Regions from separate parts of the Sus scrofa genome. Here regions 2 and 3 are each linked to region 1. The links are chromatin contacts, called in public Hi-C maps. All regions are on one chromosome and are shown on one strand. Each heading gives the region's core, a stretch centred on a gene start, on an enhancer-like site or on the middle of the called end of the contact. The rest is flanking DNA. Distances are from core to core; before and after follow the strand shown. Region 1 holds the start of SHB (SH2 domain-containing adapter protein B). Region 2 holds the start of POLR1E (DNA-directed RNA polymerase I subunit RPA49). Region 3 holds the start of ZBTB5 (zinc finger and BTB domain-containing protein 5).

Region 1 (4,311 bases), core at 1,380-3,879:
AAACTGGCCACAGGAGGAGGTGGAATCCATAAACTGCCCGCACTGCCTTTGGGAGAAACAGCAGGTAAGGGGTACCCTGAGGACCCGGACCTTGGGGAGAGGAAGTCAGGCAGAAAAATTAAGAGGGGCGACTCCTCCCTCCCTCCTCCTGGAAAACAAGCTGGCAGGTAGGAGGCTGTCTTCCTCCTGTGTGTGGACATCCAGTCCTAAAAGAAACTCAGACTTTATCAGTTTCCCCCAGCCCACACACCTGGGCAAAAGTTTACCTTCTGAAGAAGGTAGGGAGGAGGGGGAGAACAAGAGGGACAGCAGCCTGATAGCCATCGCAGGGCGCGGAGCCTCGGACGGAATCAAAACACTGCCTTCCACAAGAAGTAGACAGAACAAGTATTATTGTATGGGGGACGGGAGGAGGTCACAGGAGTGTTAAGGGAAGGAGAGGGCCCAGTCTGGCTGTAATTAACTAGCCTGCTTCAAACGTGGGAGATCAAGATGATCTGATCTTGGGGTGGGGGGATGCACAAAATCGTCCCCTTCATCCCTGGGGCAGTAATGGGGTGGGGGTAAATTCAGGAAGGAAGGTGAGGATTGCAAGGGTGGGTCTCCTTCCTGCTGGCCCAGTAGGCGGACCCCTGCCGTGCTGGGGCTGGAGAACTGGCAGGTCAAAGTGGAGCGCTCTTGCAGGCCAGAGCATTTCAGGCCGGAAAAGCACGCGTGGGGCATCCCGGTGCAGCTCCAGTACAAAAGGCCGCCCCATTGGGAAACCTGGCGCGGGGGGGTGGGGCAGGGCGGGGCATTTAGAGGGATTTACATATATCCGTTTAGAGACAGCCGGATATCTGGCGAGTTCCTTGCTGGCTCTGGACCTCAGTTTCCCATCTACAGAATCGGGGGGAGGCGGGGAGAGAGAGGGTGGTCAAGAGTAAACGCTCTTTCAAGTCCGTGACAGCTCTCTCTGACTTTTTTCGGGGGCGGGGGTTGCTAAGGAGCTGGATGGGTGTCTCTTGGTCAAGGTTGGGCAGGGCGCTCTCGTCAGATTACTTTCGAAGTGGTTACCTGGCTGTGGGCTGAGAGAGAGGACGTTTTGGGAGCAGCAGCAAAAGAGACTGTGTCAGGAGGCCGACGACTGGGGGCAAAGCGCGTGCAAGGATGTAAAACTGGGAAGCAGCGTGGGAACCCTGACCCCAGGGTCCTAGCCTGAAACATATGTAAGCACTGGAAACTAGAGCGGTGCCTCAGTTTCCCCGTGCGCACAGTGGCTCTGGAAGCTCGGGTGAGGCCGAGGGGCGCCTTACCTTGTCCTTCTTGCCGGCACTGCTCTCCTCCGTCGCCGAGGCGCCACACTTGTTGAGCAGTTTCTTGCCTCCGCAGGCCGTCGGGCTCCAAGTGCGGCCGCCGGAGCAGGCACCCCCCGGGGGGTCTCCGGCACCGCCCGCGGCGCTCTCCACCTTAATGAGCCGGTGCTTGGGGGAGATGTAGCGCACCTCGGCCGGCGTGGCGGGCCGCCGTTCGCTGCTGCTGCGGTAGAGGTGCGGGGAGCCAGAGGACGAGGACGAGGACGCGGCGGCGCCCGCGCCGGAGGAGGCACAGCAGCAGCCCGAGGCGCCCGACGCGGACGAGGCCGAGAAGGCGCGCTGGCCCCCGCCCGGCTCCCCGCCGCCGCAGTAGTCCAGGCGGCACATGGCTCGCAGTTTGCGCAGCGACGAGCCGGGCCCGTTGTAGGGGTCCTCAAAGTCGCGCTCCTTCTGTGCGCGGTAGGCACGGATGAGATCGCTCGTGCTGCCGCTGTCGTCGGGCAGAGACCCGGACGAGGCCGAGAAGCAGGAGGCGGCGGCCGTACCGCAGGACGCCGAGGCGGCCGCGGGGGCCTGCGGCACGGCCTGGGGGGGCTGCGAGGGCCGTTCGCCCCGGCGCCGCTGCTCGCGGTAGTCTGGCCGCGGCGGCTGTGGGGGGCTCTTGGTCTTGCTGTTGCCCAAGCTGAAGTACTTGTTCAGCCACTTGGCCATGGCGAGAGGCCGCCTAGGGCCGCGGCGCGGGAGCCCGGTCCGCCGCCGCGGCCATTCGGGGGGCAGCGCTGCCTCCCAGGTCCCACGGCGCCCCGGCCCCGGCGAGGGGCGTCCGGGGCGCCTGCTCCCGACGCCAAGTTCAAGTTCTCTCCGCCGCCTCCTGCCGGCCGCTCCCGGGCTCCGGCAGCTGCAGCACCGCCCTCCGCCTCCGCCGCGCGCCTCCTGGGCTTCGGATCTCTCGCCCCTCGCGGGCGCGTCTCATGGGATCCCGGCCCCGGCCCCAAGGAGAGCGAAAGGCCCAGACGCCCCCCTCCTCGGACGCTCTGGCAGTGCGCTCCGCCGCGGAGCGCGCTCCTGTCCCGTCGGAGCCGCAGGCTCCGCCTTGGCCGGGATCCGCCGCTGCTGCGGGAACTTGTCGGCTTCCTCGGTCCCCCCGCCCCTTTCTTCCTTCCCAAGAGTGGTGGGGTGAGCCCGGCCCCCGGCCGGCAAGCAAGCAGGCGGGAGAGCGAGCGAGCGACGGAGGGAGGGAGGGAGGGAGGCAGCCGGCGCCCGCCCGAGCCCGCGCGCCCGTGCCCGTCCCGGCGGCGCCTGCCGCTGCCGCTGTCGCCGCCTCCCGAACCGCCGCGTGTGTGACACTCTGTCCGCCAGAGCCCGCCCCGCGCCGCGGCCCCGCCCTCCCCGGGCTTGTGCGCGCCCCGCCCCCAGCCCGCCCCCGCAGGCCCCGCCCCGCCCACCCCCACCAGCCCTGCTGCCAGACCTCGGCCCTGGCCCTACCCCGCTAGCGCCCAGGTCCTCGGCTGGAGTACTTCTCTCCCTTTCAGCAAGCGCCACCTCCCGCGGCCGCCTCGGCGCCAGTCCCCGGGTCGCGCCTGAGGGCGCCGGGGTCCTGCGGCGCAGCCAACCCCGCCTCACTCGCGGCCCGCCGCCGCCTAGGGCGAGAGGTTGCCAGCCTGAGCCTGCTGTGCGCAGAAGCCAAACCCTCCCTTGAGATCCACGCGCCATGCTACGCAGGGATCCCCACTGTTGGGGACATGGGACATTTTTAGTTAACAGCTTGATCCACTTGGAGGAAATGCGGTGCCAAGGCCCCTTAGGAACAGGGTGCCTATCCCCTGCTTAAAGACACGAAGACTCCCGTTCCTCCCCCTGTGCCAGATCATCGGAAAAAATCTTTATGCTAATAAGTGTTTTAGCAATCCAGATGAAGGATGCAGCCAGGATAGGTGGCAGGGGCCCGGCTCCGCACCAATGGGAGAGCCAACCTGAGAGGTCGAAATGTTTGCTTACCTTTTCACTTCTGAGGAAGCCATGGCTTTAACCCAGCTCACAGCCAGCTTGGCAGAATGAACTGTTGGAACATTTAATGCCTAAAGTTGTAGGAGCTGGCAAGGCTCCGTTTAATCCAGGGCTCTCACTTTACATGATGGAGATACTGAGGCTCAGAGCAAGGTCACCCAGGTGGGCCTGAATGCCAGCTAAGTAGTCTGATGGTGCCGAAATTGTGTCATTTCCCATCGTTCTTTGATTATTAAAATGAGGAAACTGAGGTCGAGTCAGGGGCATATCATGGTCGAGTCAGGGGCATATCATGCTCAGTGAAGCTTTCCCTGGGAGGCAGATACGCTCTCCAGAGACTGAAGAACTGCCTGGAAAGGAAGTAAATGCACTAGAGCTCCTTTGAATTTGGCTGGTCAAGCCCCAGAATATGACATACCCTGATGGGTAAGAACTGAGATCTGAGAAATTCTCTAAAAATGCTGATTTATTAGGATGGTTGTCCAAATCATTAATTATCTCCACTTGCAACATGTACATTACAGATGGGCTTTGGGAGAATCTACTTTTTCCTATATCCTATAGGAAAATTGGCACCTGAAAAACCAGGGAGCAAGGCCACTGGCTCTTTTGGTCAGGACTGGAGGTGGAGGTCAAACTCTCAGTCTGAGGCTCCTGGACAAGGAGGACCGGAAAGTTGTTGACTCTTCCTCTGCCTGAGGCCACAGAGGGGGTAGTGCCAGAACCGGAACTCCAATTTGGGTCTTACTCCAAAGCTTGTGCTCTGTCCACTCAGCGACACACAGTGATGCAATGGTATTGACTGCAAATTGTCCCTTCGGGATCAAGCTATTTGCTGTTTCCCTCTGGTTAGACAGGACTGTCATCTTCCATGAGCCAGTTAAATTTTACAAACCCACTATGTGACCCAGACAGTCACAGACACCATTACCAACTACTCAGCCTCTTCATTGCCTGAGATCTACTTATTTAGAAGTTCACAGGAAATAATCTAGGATGTGGAGGGGGT
Region 2 (4,324 bases), core at 1,607-4,106, 630 kb before region 1:
CTGTAGCTTTGATTCGAGCCCTAGCCTGGGAACCTCCATATACCGCGGGTACGGCCCTAAAAAAACAAAAAACAAAAAACAAAAAACCAAAAAACTAAAAACAAAAACGGAGGTAGGAGGTGGGAACCTGAATGGGATAGGAAGGGCCTTCATGTTGGGTGGTGGTGGTGATGGAAGATGTGGTACTTACAGGGCTACTGATCGAATAAGTAAAAAGATGAAGGCTAACTGGAACCAAGTTTCTCACTGTCAAAGAAGGAAGTTACAAATATGGGAGGGAAGAAAGCAGAATGAAACCTTCCCATGCTGGATGGGAATTAGAGGTCACTGTTGACTTATGGTCTCTAATATATACATAGATTTAGAAATAAATTGGGAGTTCCCGCTGTGGTACAGTAGATTGATGATCCAGCTTGTCTCTGTGGCATTGACAGTTCTATCCCCGACCCAGCTCAGTGGCTAAGGATCTGGCATTGCTGCAGCTATGGGATAAGTCACAGATGCAGCTCAGTTTCAAGCTCTGGCCCAGGAAATTCCATATGCTACAGGTGAGGCCCAAAAAAGAAAAAAAGCACTTTTAGTTGTAAAATTGTGTTTAGATACATATATTCACTAATTCAGGCCTGGGAGGAGTGACGTCCCAAAAGCAGACATAGATCCTGGTTTCTAAGTATCATTTCTGACCAGAAGAAACCAGAACTCCTTGGAGAAATGAGTGATTTTGGGCTGGGGCAGGGAAAGTACAAGATGAATTGAAACCGTGGCCAGAGAGCAAGGACATGTTCAAAAAAAATAATGTGAACATGTTAAAAGGACACTAACCAGCTTATGGGGTTCCCACTGGCCCAATCTGGGAAAATTTGGCCATGAAACTAAATGACAGTAGCAGATTCCAATCTACTGAATAAAATAAGAATCCACAAATCCATACTGATATTTGTAAGTAAATAAATGAATAATTGAAAGGTGAACAGGATATTTACTTAGTCTATAGTAAAAAAAAATTGCCCACAATATACTTATTAATTACAAAGGGAAAAGAATAACTTTACTGTGGAGAAACATGGCTGATTCCACATTAGTTAAGTGATCAAAGTTACTGTAACCTGTGATGGGACAAATCGAATTGTACATCACCTGACATAACACAATGAGAAGAACAGTATCATATTTGTAAAATTTCTGCCAAAGATGCATAACCTGAAGCTAATCACTTGGAAACATTAGAGAAACATTAGACAAACAGATTGAAGGACATTCAAAATAACTGGCCTGTGAACTTTAAAATTCAAAGTCAGAGTAAGAAACTGTTTTTGGTGGAAGGAGACTACAGAGCTATGCCAGCTAAATGCAATATGTGATTCTGGACAAGATCTTCTGTTATAAAGACATTACCAGAAGAGCTGATGAACTGAAGTGGGAAATGATGAGTATATGGTAGTAATGTAGCAATGTTAATTTCCTGATTTTTATGGCTGTAGTGTAGCCATTTAGGGATCGTTTTTGTCTGTAGGAAATACTATACATGGTCTTCAGGTGTGATGGGGCATCAGGTTGATAACTTACTCTAAAAAGTTCAGGGCCAGAAAATTTCTTTGCACTGTACTTGCAATTTTTCTGTAAGTTGAGATTTGGTAATTAGAAAAGACTTGCTCAGAAAAAGGAGAGCTCAGGTGTTATCTTTTTTTTTTTTTTTTTTTTGTCTTTTTGCCGTTTCTTGGGCCGCTCCAGTGGCATATGAAGGTTCCCAGGCTAGGGGTCTAATCGGAGTTGTAGCCACCGGCCTACGCCAGAGCCACAGCAACGCGGGATCCGAGCCGCGTCTGCAACCTACATCACAGCTCACGGCAACGCCGGATCCTTAACCCACTGAGCAAGGGCAGGGACGGAACCCGCAACCTCATGGTTCCTAGTCGGATTCGTTAACCACTGCGCCACGAAGGGAACTCCCAGGTGTTAATGTTTTTTAGATCATCTTGGAAGTACGTGCAGGGGGAGGGGAAGTCTCAAAAGAAGGCAATTTGGAAAACACAGATGAGTCAACCTGGTTCTTTCCCTTCAACAGTACCCTCCTTTGACTGAGAAAAACGGGTCCTAGCCTGGGCCCATGCTGAAAGATCTGCTTTAATCCTCCTTTTTGCCTAATAACTCCCCATGCGGTAGGGAGGGTTGAATCCGCGGGGACAAAGGACCATGCCTTCTGGTTCCCCCTTCTTGTCCACCCCAGAAGCTTTGAGTCTGCTGGGCCTCTCCCACTGGTCCATACTCTCAGAGTTGATTGAACCACAGGTGGTACTGTGCCAAGGTCCGAGAAGATGAGGTCATGTTACTGTTTACAGGATTGTGGATCACGTTTGGGCTTAAGGATTGATATCCAGGTGTGTGGATGGAGGTCCTGGAAAGCGGCCGGTCTCCGCCAGTCGCCACATTTAGTTAGCGTGCAAGGATTGCCTATCGAAAAATTCTAAATTTGAACTTGGACTTTCAGGCGTCAGTAAGACTTATTTGCCTCGGTGGTAGAGATAGACCATACCCTACCTAGACTCAGCCGCGAAGAAACCCGTCTATGCGCTAAAGCAAGACCTGAAGGTAGTGTGCTCCCTAGCGGCACACGACCTGTAAAGAGCAGGCCGAGTGCTGGGCCAATCACGTGTTGCGCCTTGCTGCGGAGGAAGGAGCGGGGCATAGGGAGCGCAGAGACCCCGCCTCTCCACGCGGAGGGGCGGGCGAAGAGTGAGAGGGGATGGCCCGCCTCAGAGCTCAGCGAGACAGCGCTTAGGGGCCGGGCCTGATGGGGGCGGAGCCACGCATCTCTGCGTGCGCAGGGCGGTGCCCGGAGAGGCCACGCCTCTTCCGCCCTGCCTTTTTTTTTTTTTTTTTTCCACCCGCGTGTACCTAGCGGACGCAGTTGTCTTAACTCCTGTGCTTGGCGGTAGAAGGGCGAGATGGCGGCGGAGGTGTTGCCGAGTGCAAGGTGGCTGTACTGTGGAGACCCCGAAGAGAGCCAGAGAGCTTTACTGGGTAAGGACTGCGGAGCCGGAGCAGAGCTCCCTGTAACTTCCTCCCTTTCTGTCTCGGTATCTACAGCCCTCGTCTTCCCTTACTGGTCCGTCCCCCTTCTCAGCTGGGCCAGATCCCTTCCAGGCTCTACTGCTACTTAGGGCTCGGCCAGGGTTCCTCTGTCATCTCACCGCGTTTCTGTCACCACCTTCCCGCTGAATGAGGCCTTACCAGTTACCCCTTCCCAGTACTCTAGACCCGGTCATCTCCTCACCCATCAAGTCTCAAACCTGCTCCATTTACTTTCCTCCATTGGGCAGAATTTTTCTTTATCTTTTTAGGTCTGGTCCAGGCCTCGTCAGTTAGTCCCATTTCCCCTAGTTATTCCCTCCCGTCGAAGCCCCTCTCTCCTCAGGCCTCCCCTTACCTTCCCATCCCCTCCCCATCCTCTTCCCACCTGGATCCGGATCTCCTTAAGCCCTCCTTTGGGGAGTTCCCATCATGGCTCAGTGGTTAACGAATCCGACTAGGAACCATGAGGTTGCGGGTTTGATTCCTGGCCTTGCTCATTGGGTTAAGGATCCGGCGTTGACGTGAGCTGTGGTGGTGGTCGGATCCCGCATTGCTGTGGTTCTGGCGTAGGCCGGTGGCTACTGCTCTGATTAGACCCCTAGCCTGGAAACCTCCATATGCCGCGAATTTGGCCCCAGAAAAGACAAAAAACAAACAAAAAACAAAAAAAAACCTCCTTTGGGCCAGGACCTGGGCCTCTTTGCCATCCCCATTCCTTCAGTCACTCCCTCTCATTGACTGTCTGTTTCCTCTGCATCATACTCTCTTGGTCCTTCTGCTCTCATGTCATTCCTGGGCTACAATCTTACAGTCCAGTTCTCCAATGGGAAGCTGCAGAATCCAGGCAACATGCGCTTCACCTTGTACAAGAGCAATGATTCCACAAACCCCAGGAAGAGGAGTCAGCGGATCCTGGTAAGTGCTGCAGTAGCTTGTTTTCTCCACTCTGCAGGCTTCAGGAGGCCCCTTGGGTGTGGAAGGGAGTGAGAGGAGAAAAGCAGGGGATAGCAGATTAGCCTTAAAGAACTTTGAGCCCCAGCAGGCTGGTGTGTGGGAGCAGGCTCCATTCAGTTTCACACTTATGGTGAAATGATAGCCCTTTATTCATTTGTTCATTCAGCAACCATCTATTGAACCCCCACTGTGGCTCTGGGCCGTAAGCAGCTAGGGAGACAACTAAGTCAGACATGGCCCCACCCGGAGGGAGCTCATAATCTAGAGCAGCATTTCTCAATCTCAGCACGACTGACCT
Region 3 (4,384 bases), core at 1,791-4,290, 650 kb before region 1:
TACAGATAAAATAATCTTAAATACTACAATACTACGACAATAATCTATATTACAATAAAATGTTAGCACTCCAACACAATTCCTAATCAGTTTGAGCTTCCGAAAGATAGAGCTTTTAGGAGTTCCTGCCGTTATGCAGTTAAGACTCCAGCTGCAGCAGCTCGGGTGGCTGAGGCGGCAAGGGTTTGATACCCAGCTGGGTGCAGTGGTTTAAAAGGATTTGGCATTGCCATGAAGGTCGGAGCTGTGGCTCGGATGCAATCCCTGGCCAGGGGCCTTCCATATGCTACAGATGCAGCCACAGAATTTTTAAAAAGATAGAGCTTTTAGTAAATAGATGTATAATTAATCAAACAATAAGGCACCCTCTCTCCCCATCCCCCACCGCCAAATAGAGTCTGGAGATTAAAAGCCACTATTCAGTGATAAAAATGATGAAAACAACTGTAAGAGCAATAGTCCCTCAGAAACAGCTGGTCTCTTAGCATATGAGAAGTTGACTTCACCCGTAGACAAAAGGCTCAGTGTAGTGTTACATTCCAGCCCACCTGCTGCACTTACAAAATCTGGCTCTGTTAGACAACATTTGAGAAATGTTAAATACAGGAAAAAGAGAACTCATATGCTTAAAATCAACAGACAAGAAAATATTTGTTTACAACAAATTTGCATTAAAAATAAATAAAAGGTGACAACAAATATGGAATCAATATCTTGGGTTTTTCTTTTCTCTTTCCATAGAGGCAGATTCATATCTCACTACACGTAAGATAGTTTTAACTCTTACCCACACTAAAGAACTTCAATTTAATAAAATTCATGCTAAGTACTTTATTTTTTATTTTATTTTTGTCTTTTTAGGGCCGCATCTGCAGCATATGGAGGTTCCCAGGCTAGGGTTGAATTAGAGCTATAGCCGCTGGCCTACACCACAGCAATTCAGGAACCAAGCCACATCTGCGACCTATACCACAGCTCACAGCATTGCCAGATCCTTAACCCACTGATTGAGGAGAAAGATCAAACCCACATCCTCCTGGGTACTAGTCGGGTTCCTTAACTGCTGAGCCACAATGGGAACTCCCATGTTAAGTACTTTAAATACTAAACATTTACATACATTTTGTATCCAAGTGACTTTTTAAAAATGACTTCAACTTCTTGTGACAGTCTCTTTTGAGAGCACTGAACCCTAAGTTTAGGAAAACATCCCACTCTAAGATTCTTTTCTTGCAAATCTTACCACTTCCAGAATTTTGCTAAACACCTCAAATAGCCAGAATATGGTCTGCAACTATTTCCAGCTAACTATACCTTGTCCTGACACAACTTTTAGGAGAGAAAAGGCAAATCCAAAAACAAGTTGACTTCAGGACTCTTTAAAAAAAAAAAAAAAAAAAAAATCCTGGTTTGTTTATTTAGCAGAACGCAAGAGACCAGAACAGGTCCTCGACCTGTTAAGTCTTAACTGGCAGGTCACCAAGCTGGCAGTGGTGGCACAGCCAGTCTTCCCAAGTTTCCTGGGATTTCCAGAGGGGGTTAAAGCAATAGTGGGAGGCCTTTCCTTGGTTTAGGGGCTTTTCTTTAAAATTCTCTTCCCTCACCGCTAATCTTTTAGCTTACCATCCTCACAACCCAAATCATAGCACTTCACTGAATTCAGTTTCTCCAGAAAATGAGGCATTCAGCCCACCTTTTCAAAATTATCTAAGGCACAACAGCCTATATAACGACAACAAATCATCATTGATGAGTAAGGCACAGCATTCTCTTCAACCTCTAAAGAAAAGATCCCAATGTATGTCATATCTTCTACCTACTAAAACAGAGAAGCATAGAAACACATTTTGGAAATATTTTTGCTTCAATTCCTGAAGGTGAAAGGTTTCTTACTTCCACTAATTAAAATTAACCCCAGAACCCAAGTATACCACTTAGCAATGAAGCTTTTACTGCGCCTTTATGTAAAAATTTTTTGCCAAGTTAAATATTCAGGATTTGTGTCCTATTCAGAAATTAGCTTCCACAGTATCGTCCACAAGGCCAGAATACAGACTGACTTAATAGCAAATGACCTTTTTGGAAGGAAAAAAACTAACCTTCAACTCCCCTTAGTTCACTGCCTAACATGCATAAACCTGTATGTCCTCCAAACAAGGGAGGAGGGGGACAGACTGTTCTTACCACTGCATCCCCTACACCTCCTAGCACGAAGCCTGGAAGCAGTGGGTTTTCAATAAATGCCTATAAACACTTTAGTCCTTTTAGTTGCGGCATTCCAAAACACTGGCTCCGCCCCTCCTGGTTCAGCCGCCGGTTCCCGATTCCAGCTCGCCTTGGCCTTGCTCTGGTGAAACGAAACCTCGTCGCTCAATGAGACCCAGGACAGGGGCAAGGAAGCCACCCGACCCCATTCCGCAGATTCTCTATTCACCCTGCCAGGGTGCTGGTCTTTCCCACGCGATCCCAGGAACCAACGTAGCCCGCCCGCAGATCAGAGGGGGCAAGAGCCCCCGCCCCACTCGGCGGACAGACAGCCTGGCGTCGGGACGCGGGGGACGCCTGCGCAGAACACGCCTCCCACCCGCCTTGGCCCCTCCGCTCTGAGGGTAACAATAACCCTCAGGAAAGACAGGCAGGGCAGACGCGGGGGGGCACCGGTACGCTTCGGCGCGCGCCCAGACACCTAGACAAGACCCTGATCGCGCCGCCCACCCAGCTCCCCCAGAGCTCAACTGTCTCCACGTGAGCGCGCCAGCGCGCGCCACCACCGCTCCCGCTGACAGAGTCGCCTCACCTGAGCCGGGCTCCGCCCCCCTTCTCGCTGGAGGAGGCGGTGACCCTTCTTCGATCCGACCCGACAGTGTGGCAGAAGACCGGAACGTCCAGGCTGGCTCCTCGGTGATGGGATTTCCTCCCTCTTCCGTCCACCCCGCCTCTTGTTGCCCAGCTCCTTCAACCCCTTCGCCGCGGCACTCTTGAGAACACCGCGGCGGCTGCACACAGTAAACGGAAGTGACGCAACGCGAGATCGCCTACTCCGCGGCATTTCTCGTCCCCTCCGGCAGGGGTGCAACCAATCAGAAGGGGAGAGGGCGGGGCCGGGACAGAAGTGCAGCCAGCCGGCGCGCGGTATCTGGAGGAATTTACTCGGCCCCCGGAACACTGACCAATCCGCGGTCCCAGGAGCCTCGCTGTGTTTACTACCGACAGAATCCGTGAGCTCTGTGACCAATCACCGTTTGCCTTACAACACATAAAACTGTTATCAAACGCCTTTGAAGGCGGGATTTATCACTAAGCGGTTCTAGATTTAGACTGTAGAAAAGCGACTGAGTGTGGAGGCCAATCCAGGCCCATTGTGGGTGAGACCAGCTGGTTTTCCTAATTCCACCAATCACAACCACGACTGCCTTTGGTCTGAGCCAGGGGTAAGGCGAGCCCGCGAGGTAGTGTGTGTCCCACCACTGGCTGGACTTGAAGGATTTCCCTACCTTCTCGGCGCCCGGCACTTCGGTGACCACCGGCTCCCTATGGGATGCGAATTTCCTTCGTGGGACCCACTCACGCACGGTGTCCGAGGTTGAGTTCCCATCTCGTAGACTTTGGAAGGAATAAAATATAATTTCAGGAAGCTATATAGGTTGAATTAAGACAAAATCCAAGCTAAAGATGTTGAACCAAAAATTCTGTTCATCTCACAGAAGTTGGGTCCGACGCAGCCCTACGTCCAATCTAGGTGCCAGCGTCTCGAAGCGCTGGTGCCTCCCGGCTCCCCACTGGCACTTTGCTCTGCATTACCTGCCGCAGGTCAAATAAGCCTGCAGTCTCCAGAACCAAACCTCTAAAGAACAGCATTGGGAATGTGGAAGGGTGGCGGACTTCGAAGTGACGCTCTCAGAAAAGAGTAAGCTCCGGGTGGCTTCCAGACCTCCAGGTGCACGCTCGGATGGAGAGGCCAAGCTCTGAGGGACACTGGCTGGAGGGCTTCCGAGGGCACCGGGCCCTGGGGCAGAAAGAAGCTCTCTTTCCCTGGGTGAAGAGGAGGCAAGGAAGCCTGGGAGGGGCCTTCCCCGACGGGAAGTGTAAGGGGCATGGCGCGACTCCAGAGTTTAAGGCAGGCTGGGAACGCAGCTTGATTCTTGGGGCGGCGGGGCGGGGGTGGAGGGAAGACAGACTATTTTTAAAAGGGAACACCCCACTTCAGAATGTGACACTCAAGTTATCTTTGCAGCTGATCTGTCCCTTCACTGTACAGGTTGGAAATGTTGCCCTCGAGGTTTTTTTCTTTAAGGCTTCAATGAGGTCTGATGGTAAATTATTGTTCATTAAGATTCCCTGACATTTTGTAGCCCTTACACGTATTTTATTGCCAGACTGGGTG

The links. Hi-C and Micro-C count contacts between places; a contact is called where the count stands out from the background.
Region 2: a contact with region 1 is called in a Hi-C map of embryonic fibroblasts, with 2.2 times the contacts expected there. The contact joins the promoter of POLR1E here to the promoter of SHB in region 1. A contact is called at or near these places in 1 of 5 promoter capture datasets (liver) and 7 of 47 Hi-C or Micro-C datasets (alveolar macrophages, embryonic fibroblasts, heart right ventricle and 4 more).
Region 3: a contact with region 1 is called in a Hi-C map of liver, with 3 times the contacts expected there. The contact joins the promoter of ZBTB5 here to the promoter of SHB in region 1. A contact is called at or near these places in 4 of 47 Hi-C or Micro-C datasets (alveolar macrophages, heart right ventricle, liver and 1 more) and 2 of 2 datasets of contacts at active chromatin or transcription factors (alveolar macrophages and skeletal muscle).

Annotation. Positions count from the first base shown.
Region 1 is chr1:238,823,795-238,828,105 of Sscrofa11.1, forward strand. It overlaps SHB (SH2 domain-containing adapter protein B), which reads right to left and starts at 2,630. Exons shown (of 6, transcript XM_021066254.1): 1 at 1,296-2,630. The coding sequence starts at 2,006.
Region 2 is chr1:238,194,803-238,199,126 of Sscrofa11.1, forward strand. POLR1E (DNA-directed RNA polymerase I subunit RPA49) reads left to right here and starts at 2,857. Exons shown (of 12, transcript XM_021066147.1): 1 at 2,857-3,021; 2 at 3,884-3,987. The coding sequence starts at 2,946.
Region 3 is chr1:238,174,437-238,178,820 of Sscrofa11.1, forward strand. ZBTB5 (zinc finger and BTB domain-containing protein 5) reads right to left here and starts at 3,041. Exons shown (of 2, transcript XM_021066137.1): 1 at 2,798-3,041.